Regions from separate parts of the Pan troglodytes genome. Here region 1 is linked to region 2. Evidence: chromatin contacts called from public HiChIP or PLAC-seq data. All regions are on one chromosome and are shown on one strand. Each heading gives the region's core, a stretch centred on a gene start, on an enhancer-like site or on the middle of the called end of the contact. The rest is flanking DNA. Distances are from core to core; before and after follow the strand shown.

Region 1 (5,567 bases), core at 2,724-5,223, 650 kb after region 2:
ATCAATCAAATTTGGGATTCTCAGCATTTTCTGTGTCAATAAAAGGTGTGGAATTAGTAGATTCGATGAAGACCTGTTTTTCCTTGCCACATTGGACTTCCAGACGCCATTTGGATTGGGTTTAGAAGATGGGGAAGTTTAGAAGACGTTTCTTGGCCTGAGTCTCTTAAGAGTAGAGATGCAGAAGAGAGAGTGAGACCACGAAGAGACTGGCTGTTGACTGCAGGGCACCACCAGCCGCCTTGGTGGTGGCATTAGTTGGATTTGGGGCAAACCCAGAGTTGGAAGTACTCTGGGAGGAGTTACTTGAAGTTCCAGTTGTTGTTTCACTGGAATAAATCTAAAATACATAAAAAGTTACATGGATACATTTCCACATCACAGCTACCTCCACGTACTCTCATATAAAATTAAAGTAGGTGATATATTCTTAGATTGCTCTTTTACCATTGTTCTCTTACCCAACATCATTAACTTCTGAATTCTTGCTCAACCCACCAAGGTCATTCTCTTTAGTTTCAAAACAAACTACCTAGAGATGCCTCAAAAATGCCAAGTGGCAACAAGAACAAAAAAGTTATTCAATAACTATAACTCCTGTTTTTATTTCTTTGCAAAGGAAAAAAGGACCAGGTTAACTAATTCAGTTTCCAAGATTATATTGACTTAATGGCATTGCAATAAGGTCTATTTTCCCAGAAAGGGGGAGATTTTAAAGTTGCACAAAAAAATGGGGATTTTTAAATATTGTAACTGAGACTTATGGAACTAGAATTCATTGGGTCACTGTCTATCCTGGATTTGCTAGGTAACTTTCACATACTCAATTTAATACAGCCTTGGTAACTTAGCCTTTTCCTTAAGGGGGAAATGCAGTCTTATCTTCTCCCTTGAAATCTGAAATAATAACTCTTCTAAAAAATGGCCACAATATTTGGGTTAAATTGAAAAAGAAAATGAGTTTTTCCTTTAAGGCAGAATGACTTCAAGAAAACACCATGAAGTCGGAACGATTTCACAAAAGACAACGAGAGGTTATGGTGTTAAGTTTCACCAGCAGCAGCCTCACTGGTCACCAAGCTCAGTGCTGTGGCCAAGAACCAAGGTTCTCCCAGTGTCCCAGCGTCTGAGTGGCATCATTCACCACTGATTTTTCAAGCCACGAAATGCACAGTCCAGTAGGGCACGTGATAATCTCTCCTTTGTCATGGAACAAAGGCAGATCGGAGTTTTCAGCCCTCACTGCAAGGGAGGGTTTACAAGGGCTTCTGATTACAGGCTGGAGGGAGGACGTGGCACCAGGCAAGAGTCTGGGCCCCGTGTACATTTGGCTGCCTATTAATCCAAAGATAAAGCCCTCCTACATCAGCACCAGCTCCTTTTGTTGTAAAATCCATAAGGTCATTAAACAAATATTGACTACAGAAATGTACAAATCCTATCCAAAATAGATTAGTGACAACAACAAAAAAATCTTGATCAAGTCAAATTTATTTATCGGGCACCTACTGTGTGCAAGATTTAGTGTGTCCCATCAGGAAACGGCACTCCCAATAAAGAAAAGCATTAATATGGTAATTTACTTAAAACAGGGTGCCTGTTTTGGACACCTTGTTTGGGATCCCGCAAAGTAACCTGTTCTTTATTCATACAATGAGTTTTACTGCAGCAGGTGATGTTTTCTTTTTAAAACCTGGTGTATCAATCTGAGGATCTAAAGATCCTCTACACCAACAAAAAAATTATGTTTATTAAACTGACACTAAACAAAATTTTCTCTCCCAAGCTACATTTATTCGCATTATTAAAACTTCTCACTTACAATGTTGGAGGAAAAAAATCTGGTCGGAGAGAAGATGGGGCGGGGAGTGGAGGGGGCCGGTTTCTCGCAGCCGCGCCCCTCCCCCATCAAAGAATTGAGGAAGGCTCGGGAGCGCAGCGGACTGGGAGGAAGACAATAGGGTACGGTTACCCCGCCAGCGGTGGGGAAGCGCGTTCCACACTCAGGCTGCACTCCCAGGTGAGCCCGGACTTTCGATGTCTGGGGACGGAGGACGCAGCGCGCCCAACTTTGGGGGAGAAGCCCCAGAGACAGTCCTCGATTAACCCCAATCGAAGGCGCTGGAGAGCCGTCACTCCCATCCTCCAAACCCGAACTGACCCAAACAAACGTACCTTCTTCGCCCCCACCCCCGCTAGGGTCTCCCAGGCCCAGCCCCCGGTCTCTCTCGCCGGCGCGGTGCATCCATACACCCTCGAGGCAGCGCTGCGCGGCCCCAGGTACCCACACCCGGGGCGAGGTTCCCCGGATGGAGGATCTAGGGAGACCGCGCTGGTAGCGGCGACCTGGACAAAGCCTGGCGGGGACTCGGGACAGAATCGTCCCACCATGCTGCCTCCCCAGAACTAGCCAATCTGGGCTAAAATAACATGGGGATCCTAAGATGACAAGCGATGGACGTGAAAGGTTGCATCGCAGAGAGCGCAGCGTCAGGAGAGGGTCCCCGCCTCGGCTTCAGCCCGGAACCGGGGTTTGTTTAAAAAGGGCCAGATAGCCGTAGCTTCTCCGGGATACCCAATCCAACTCCGAGGGTGGAGGATGGGCGTGAGCCGCCCTCCCCGAAAGGGACCGTCGCATCTCTTTGTGTAGAGCGCGGGGAGCGCGAAGACCCTCCTAGGGGGAAGCGGGTCCTCAGGGACCCAGGGACAACGTCCCCAGGGAGCCCGAGCTCTCCAGGCGCTAATCCCTGCAGGCACCTCGGGCCTCTGGGTGAAAGTGGGAAGTAGGCACCTGGCTGCCTGGGAAGGGACAGCGTGGAACCTGGGGTGGGGCAGGGTCCTCTCAGCCCGCACGCGGAGCTGCATTGTTCCCAGGGCCGTGGGAGGGGAGGGGGAAGCACGCAAGGGAATGGAAAAATGGGGTCCACATGGCCCTCTCCCCTGGTCAGCTAAGCAAGATTCTCTCCCGGTCCCTGTCCGTGGCCCGAGGTAGAAGCGCAGGACGGTCCCCCGGGACCGGGTCCATCTCCCCTGCCCCCACCCCGGGAACGGCCCTCGAGCCCCGCCGGGCGCCAGGGCCTCACCTGCGTGGGTAGGAGCAGTGCCAGCAGCAGCAGCCCCAGCCCGAGCCTGGCCACCATTGCTCTGCCCATGTCCCCTCCGTCGGTGCGCGGCGCGTCTAGCAGGATGCTGGGTGCTTGGAGAACCGCTGGCTCCGGGCGGGCGCAGGCAAGGTGGGGAGCGCGGCGAGCCGGCGAGACCTTATATACCAGGAAAGCCACAATAGCCGTGACGTGGCGCCGCCCGCCCACCCCGGCTCCCCTCCGCCGCCGCCCGCCGCCTCCCCGCCTTCCCCGCCCCGCTCCGGGTTCCCCAGCGCCCCCGCCGCCGCCGCCGCCACCGCCACCGCCGCTCCGGCCCTCGCGGGCCGGGAGCCCCCCGGGCGGGCGCCGCTGCAGGTGGGCGGGCGCCGCCGGCTGCTGGTACCCGGCTGGTATCCCCGCGCCGGCTGCGGGCTGCGGGCAGGCTGGCACAGGCGCCCAGCGACTCCTACACAGGACCCGGGGCACACACGCGAGCCACACACGCCGCGCTGGGGGCCGGGCCCAAGTTTCCTTTGTTTCCCGGGACCTGCCATCTTACCCCCCAAAAGAAAAGTCCGCGCCTCCGCTGCGGCGGGGTAGCCGCCGGTCCTGGAGCAAGTGCGTTGCCACCCAGACTGCAAAATGCGCCCCGGGGACCCGAGAGGGGCCGCGAATTCCAGTGCGACCGCGTGGGGGGCGGGCGCCGGGACCCCTCGGGCAGGGTTATCTCTCGGCCCGCCGCAGAGGAAAGGCGAACGCGGCGGGCGTGGCGCGGACGCGGGCCGGACGCTCACTCTGGCCGACGGGACCCGGGCGCCGCCTAGCGCGAACCCTTCCCGCCTGGTCGGCGCTCCTCGCAGGCGGTGTCCGGGTCCGGAGCGATCTGCGCGCTCGGCCCCGCGGCCGCGCCCTCCCCGAAGCCCTTGCTTTGTTCTGTGAGCGCCTCGTGTCAGCCAGGCGCCGTGAGCTCACGGGGGCGTCCCGGGTCCGCATCCTCCCAGGAGCTGGGGAGCCGCTCGCTGGGCGCGGACCCGCTGCCTGACGCTGCAAACTACAGGGTTTCGGTCCCCCGCGCTCCTGCCTGCGGCGGGCGAGGAGGAGACGGCCCACCCTGAGGGGACCCCCTCCGCGGCCCTGAAGCCCCCACCGCCCTCCCCGAGCGGCTCTGCTCCCAGGTTCTACTCGGGGGCAGGAACCTCCCCTCCTGGCGGTCCCACTACAATTCACCGTCCCTCTCGAATTCCTGGGGATACACTTTTTCGGTCTCTGTTGCCCGTCATTCGTTTAAAGAGCAGAACCGTTCGAGATAAAGGCATTTACTTATCCGTAGTTGCCATTAGGCAATTTAATGAACCGGCACAAAGAGGAGATTCGTCATCACTCTTTAGATTTTGGTGGAATACTTCTTTCCTATCCATCTTATTGTGAAAACTTTCAAGCATACAACAAAAGTTGAAGTAATTTTACTGGTGGAGTATTTTGAGTTTAAATTTTAATTGCAAGACTTAATCTTTTTATTGAAGGTTTAGCCCAAGTGTTTTTCAGTCTTTAAAGCAAACAGCAGAGACCAAACCTAGTATGGTTGTAAATTTGTTTAAATTTCAGTTTTGCAGAACACTCTCGTTAGTACTTTTGGTTCAATTTTTAATTGCAAGACTTAATACTTTTATTTAAGGTTTAGCCCAAGCATTTTTCGGTCTTTAAAGTAAACCACAGAGTAGTAAGATTCTAAATTTGTTTAAATTTCACTTTTGCGTGGCAGTCTCATTAAAACAAAGTAAGTTTCAGGGAAGCAAAGTGACAATGAAATCTGCAGTAGGTCTGTTGACTGAATAGTGACTGAATCGGTTTGTGCCTTCAAGGTCAGTCACTTTAGCTCAGTAATTTTCCAAGCACGTTTAAGATGTGCTTGGGAACACAAGAATTTCTGTCGAGCACCAGTGGACTTTCCTGTTTAACAGTGTACCGTACCACATTATATAGAAATACTTTGGCCGGGCGTGGTGGCTCACACCTGTAATCCCAGCACTTTAGGAGGCTGAGGAGGGCTGATCACCTGAGGTCAGGAGTTCCAGACCAACCTGACCAACATGGTGAAACCTAAAATCTAGTCTCTACTAAAAATCCAAAATTAGCCATGCATGGTTGCTCATACCTGTAATCCCAGCTACTTGGGAGGCTGAGGCAGGAGAATAGCTTGAACCTGAGAGGTGGAGGTTGCAGTGAGCAGAGATCAGGCCATTGCATTCCAGCCTGGGCAACAAGAGCAAAACTCTGTCTCAAAAAAAAAGAAAAAAGAAATAGTCTGGCCCAGCTTCTCCATTCCTTTTCCGGGTGAAAAAAATGGACTGTTTGTGACTCAGGAGTGCCGGGTTCCAAGGCAAGGAACATACTATGTCCTCCACAAGCTGCTTGTTGAACTAACTGGTGGTATTCCTAGGATAAGACAGCCTCTAAAGACAGACTGCCAGAGTTCAAACCGTG
Region 2 (4,766 bases), core at 182-2,681:
CTTAATTTTTGTATCAATGTCTTCTCACCCCATCCCCAAAGTGGAACTTCATGATGGCAGGGATTTTTATTCTTTTGTTTACTATTTTGTTTACTGTTTTGTCCAGTGCCTAACACATAGGAGGTACTCAGTTTGGGGGAAATTAATGAAATAAATACACACTTGAGGTGTGTGCACTATTCTAAAAATCCATATCCATACAGTTCCATTCTGTACACTTTCCCCCAATTTTAAGTAGCATATCTTTGAAGATAAAAGCACAGGCTTAAATCTGGTGTAAAATACCTCTCAATTACTACCCTGAGCACAACATCGTTATTTTCAAATTCAAAATTCAACCAGAAACTCCCTCTATGGAAATCACAAATAGTTCAGTTCAGAGCCAAGTATCCAGTTTCAAGGTCTCAGAAATTTAACAAGCCAATTCTGGAAGGCTTTGGAAGTTCAGCTACTGTCTGGTAAGTCTCCGGGTTCTGATTGCTCAAGACAGGCTGTACCTCCTCACCCCTCAGAAAAATCTAGAACCAATAGTTTCCTAGGTTCCTCAAGTTCAGGATAATTTTTAAATAATCCAAAGTACAAATGAAGTATGTAAAAGAGTCTTGCCAACAGAAAATGTCTTTGGTAGCACTAAATATTGTTATTGAGACAGGGAATATCGTAAATAGATAAATTGTTTGGAGGACATACCCACCGAGTTTGGACAGACTCACACTGCACTGTGCAATAAAGGTTTAAATAACTGTGTTCCACAAAAAATGCAGGTCCTGAACTGAACTCTAGAGCCTGCGACTAGACTCTCGCTTTCCTACCTTAGTAAGCAACAGACATGTACCCCAAGAGGGACCCCGCAGGCCACACCCGCCAACCGGCCCCAGGGCTCCGGGCCGGCGTCTCGCCAACTCCACCTTGCCCGGAGGAACCACCTTCACCCGCCATCGCGGCCGGGCGGGCGCTCCTCCAGGCAACTACTCACCCCTCCTTCCTACCACACCTACCTGGCCCCTCCCCAGCCCTCCTCCTCTAGGAATTTCCTCACACAAGGTGGACACACACACCTACCCTACTCCAAGCTATGACTCCTCCTTCCGGCTCCCCGCACTGGTGGGGACGCCCAGATTCCGCGCTCCGGTGGGGCGGCGGGGCAAGCTGCCCGCCTGACACACTGTCCTGCGGGGACGCGGTAGCAGGACTCCAGGAAGCCCGCGCAGCCGCAAAAAGCACCGGCGCGGAGGTCGGAGCTGAACCCTGCTGCACTTCCGCCCTCTGGTATCCAGCGAATACAACCGGCAACGCTGCGGAGCCCTGGCAGCCCACCACAAGTCCAGTCACCCTCGGCGCCCGGAGATGACGTCACGAGACCCCACGTGGTCCGAACTCCACCCTCCGTGTTCTGCCCAACCCAGCGAGGAGGCCCGAGTCGCTCTTGAGCATGCGCCAACGGGGCAGTACGCTTGAACTCGGGACCAAACCTCTCCAAGTTCATAGCTTCTACCCTCTTCTGAGAATCTTGCGTCAAAGCGTAGTTATTGGGGCTTGGGGAGGTTAACTTAACAGTTCCACAAAAACAGTTTTTAAAATACTGAAACACTGCCTCCCTAGAGCTTGATCGCAACATCCCTTTCTTCCTGGCATCACACAACAGTATTAATAAAACTTTAGTTTTCAAAGTACTTTCCCATCCATTTTCTCATTTGATCTTCTTCTCTACTTTGTTGGAACCACCGCAGGCATTAATAACCTAATTTAACAGAAGACTATATGAGCACTGAACCCTCCCACCCATCCAAGAGTACATATCTTTATCTTACTCTTTGTAAAAATAATTGGGGCCGGGCGCGGTGGCTCACGCCTGTAATCCCAGCACTTTGGAAGGCCGAGGCGGGCGGATCACGAGGTCAGGAGATCGAGACCATCATGGCTAACACGGTGAAACCCCGTCTCTACTAAAAATACAAAAAAAATTAGCCGGGCGCGGTGGCGGGCTTCTGTAGTCCCAGCTACTGGAGAGGCTGAGGCAGGAGAATGGCGTGAACCCGGGAGGTGGAGCTTGCAGTGAGCCAAGATAGGGCCACTGCAGTCCCGCCTGGGCGAAAGAGCGAGACTCCGTCTCAAAAAAATAATAATAATAATTGGTAAACTTACTAATAAAGAATCTTTGAATTGGCTCTATCCAGAAGTCTTAGCAGGCATTTAAGGTTTTTCTCTTAATTACACGTGCCTTAACGCCATGCATGTTAAGTAAGTACTGTGCTGAGACTCAAAACAGGTTCTTGATAATTGGGAACGTAAGGAAAATTCTAGTAGTAGCCACAGGATTCTTTTAAAAAGAAAAATCTTCTTGGAGTTGGACTAAGTACAATGATTTTCAAATGGTAAATTACAGTACATTAGTGGGTATCTAAATCAAGTTAGGGAAGCATGCCCAGCATCTTTTTAAATGAAATAAAATAGAAAATATCAGCATGCTTCACACATGTAAAGGGTAAATATTGTGTCCCAAAATTTTTACTTCAGTATGTATGTGGTGTACACTGGATAGGAATGGGAAATACATTTCTTAGTAAGGGTAGCAGTCAGAAAAGTTTGAAAGCCACAGTTATGGTCCTCTTCACCTATTCAATGCAGAAATCCTCACTACAGTGTCCCCAGTAAACAGCTATTAGCCTCTGTAAGAAAGCTTGTGGGATTAAGGTGCATTGCCTTCCCAGTGTCAGACAAAAGTATATAAAATTTCCTTTAAAATGTATCTAAAAAATAAGATGGATTTAGGGGCGTATAGATGGATAAATATGTGATTAACCAAATATAGTAAAATATAATGGTAGAATATAATGGTAAAATATAATGGTAGAATCTAGATGGTAGAATCTAGGTTCATTGTAAATGGGTATTCACTGTAAAATTTGTTCAGCTTTGCTGTGTGTTCAAAATTATTTCCTAACAAAATGTTGGGACCAGGCACAGTGGCTCATGCCTGTAATCCCAGCACTTTGGTAGGCCCAGGTAAGAGGATAGCTTGAGCCCAGGAGTTCAAGACCAGCCTGCACAACATGGCAAGACCACATCTCTACAAAAAACACAAAAATTAGGAGGGCGTGGTGGCATGCGCCTACAGTCCCAGCTACTCCAGTGGTTGAGGAAGGAGGATTACATGAGCCCAGGAGGTCAAGGTTGCAGTGAGCTATGATTGTATCACTGCAGTCTAGGTGACAGAGAGAGACCTTGTCTCAAAAAAAAAAAAATTGTTTTGGGGGAAACTATGTATGAAGAAACCCAATAGGTGAAAGGTGATTACTTGATTTGACTTAAAATTCAACTTCCTGTAATTTTTATAAATTGACCCTGTTTTCTTTCTTTCTCCCCTTGTCCTTCTCTCTTCCTCACCCATCTACAACATACAACAGAAATAACTAACTCTTCTTCTAAAAGACAGCATTTCAATATGAAAAGGTAGCTCTTGTGCCCCGTAATGCGCTCAGGGATAAACATTGTCATTTCTTTCAGCCATTCTTCACATGCCGTATCTCTCCTCTGGATATGGTCCAGTTATCAGCGTTCCTATTAAATAGTTGTTACACTTGTTTCTATATGATGATCATGCTCCTTGAGCAAAAATTTGGAAATAAAGGGAATTTTATGTTTCGTCTCTGTCATTTCCATTTGTGAACATTATGCCTTTTCTCCAAATCAGTGGCACTGCAAATTTTTAATTTTTTTTCTATGAAGATAACTTTTAAAGAGCTCTTTTTGGTTGGCCTTACCATTTCCTCCAAGTTTTAGCTTATTGGGGGTGACTCTCTGTTGGGAACAAGACCCCCAAAATCTGGCCATAAACTGGCCCCAAAACTGGCCATCAACTAAATCTCTGTAGCACTGTGACGTGTTCACGATGGCCATAAAGCCCACGCTGGAAGTTCACGATGGCCATAAAGCCCACGCTGGAAGCTTGTGGGCTTACCGGAATGAGGGCAAGGAACACCTGGCCTGCCCAGGGCGGAAAACTGCTTAAAGGCATTCTTAAGCCACAAACAATAGCATGAGAGATTTGTGCCTTAAGGACATGCTCCTGATGCAGTTAACTAGCCCAACCTATTCCTTTAATTCGGCCCATCCCTTCTTTTCCCGTAAGGGATACTTTTAGTTAATTTAATATCTATACAAACAATGCTAATGACTGGCTTGCTGTTAATAAATACGTGGGTAAATCTCTGTTCGGGGCTCTCAGCTCATTTCTGTGTGTGTGTCTTTAATTCCTCTAGCGCCGCTGGGTTAGGGTCTGCCGGACCGAGCTGGTCTCGGCACTCTCAGGCAGCCTTTGATTCGTGCGAACTTGTTTATAAAGTCCTCTTTTCAACAAAAGTCAAGTACACAACTCCTCCCAAATTCTTGTTTCTAAGGAGAGACTCCAAAGAAGTCTTTGTTAATAAATTGCTCTCTTTTCTTTTCATGGTAATGGTTTGTAGTTGTAAAGTCTGGCTTTTATTTTTGCACACCTCACAAAGTGCAAGACTCAAAACTGTGGGATCATAACTTTATTCTAAACTTATTTAAATCTACTTTCCTAAAATGTAAGTTATCTTGACTGCCTCCATGAACTCTAACCATCACTTGTTATCATGCTATTACTTCCTGACCCAAGGTCCCATTCTGCTCTCTTTTATCTCTGTCCTGTTGGTTTCAGAGGAAGGATTTAAGCCTAATTTAATTCTTCTATTAATACTTCAGCTCTAACTCTTCGGACTGTGCTCCAACTAATTATCCCA

Evidence for each region. HiChIP or PLAC-seq counts read pairs in DNA pulled down with a chosen protein or histone mark.
Region 1: an H3K4me3 HiChIP or PLAC-seq map of stem cell-derived excitatory neurons shows a contact between it and region 2, with 4 times the contacts expected there. The contact joins the promoter of CD24 here to the promoter of ATG5 in region 2. A contact is called at or near these places in 1 of 7 Hi-C or Micro-C datasets (stem cell-derived neural progenitor cells) and 1 of 1 datasets of contacts at active chromatin or transcription factors (stem cell-derived excitatory neurons).

What each region holds. Positions count from the first base shown.
Region 1 is chr5:118,883,696-118,889,262 of NHGRI_mPanTro3-v2.0_pri, forward strand. CD24 (CD24 molecule) reads right to left here and starts at 3,974. Exons shown (of 3, transcript XM_024357344.2): 1 at 3,643-3,974; 2 at 3,084-3,260; 3 at 1-340. The coding sequence starts at 3,152. The coding sequence ends at 167.
Region 2 is chr5:118,237,573-118,242,338 of NHGRI_mPanTro3-v2.0_pri, forward strand. It overlaps ATG5 (autophagy related 5), which reads right to left and starts at 1,432. Exons shown (of 8, transcript XM_518659.7): 1 at 1,063-1,432.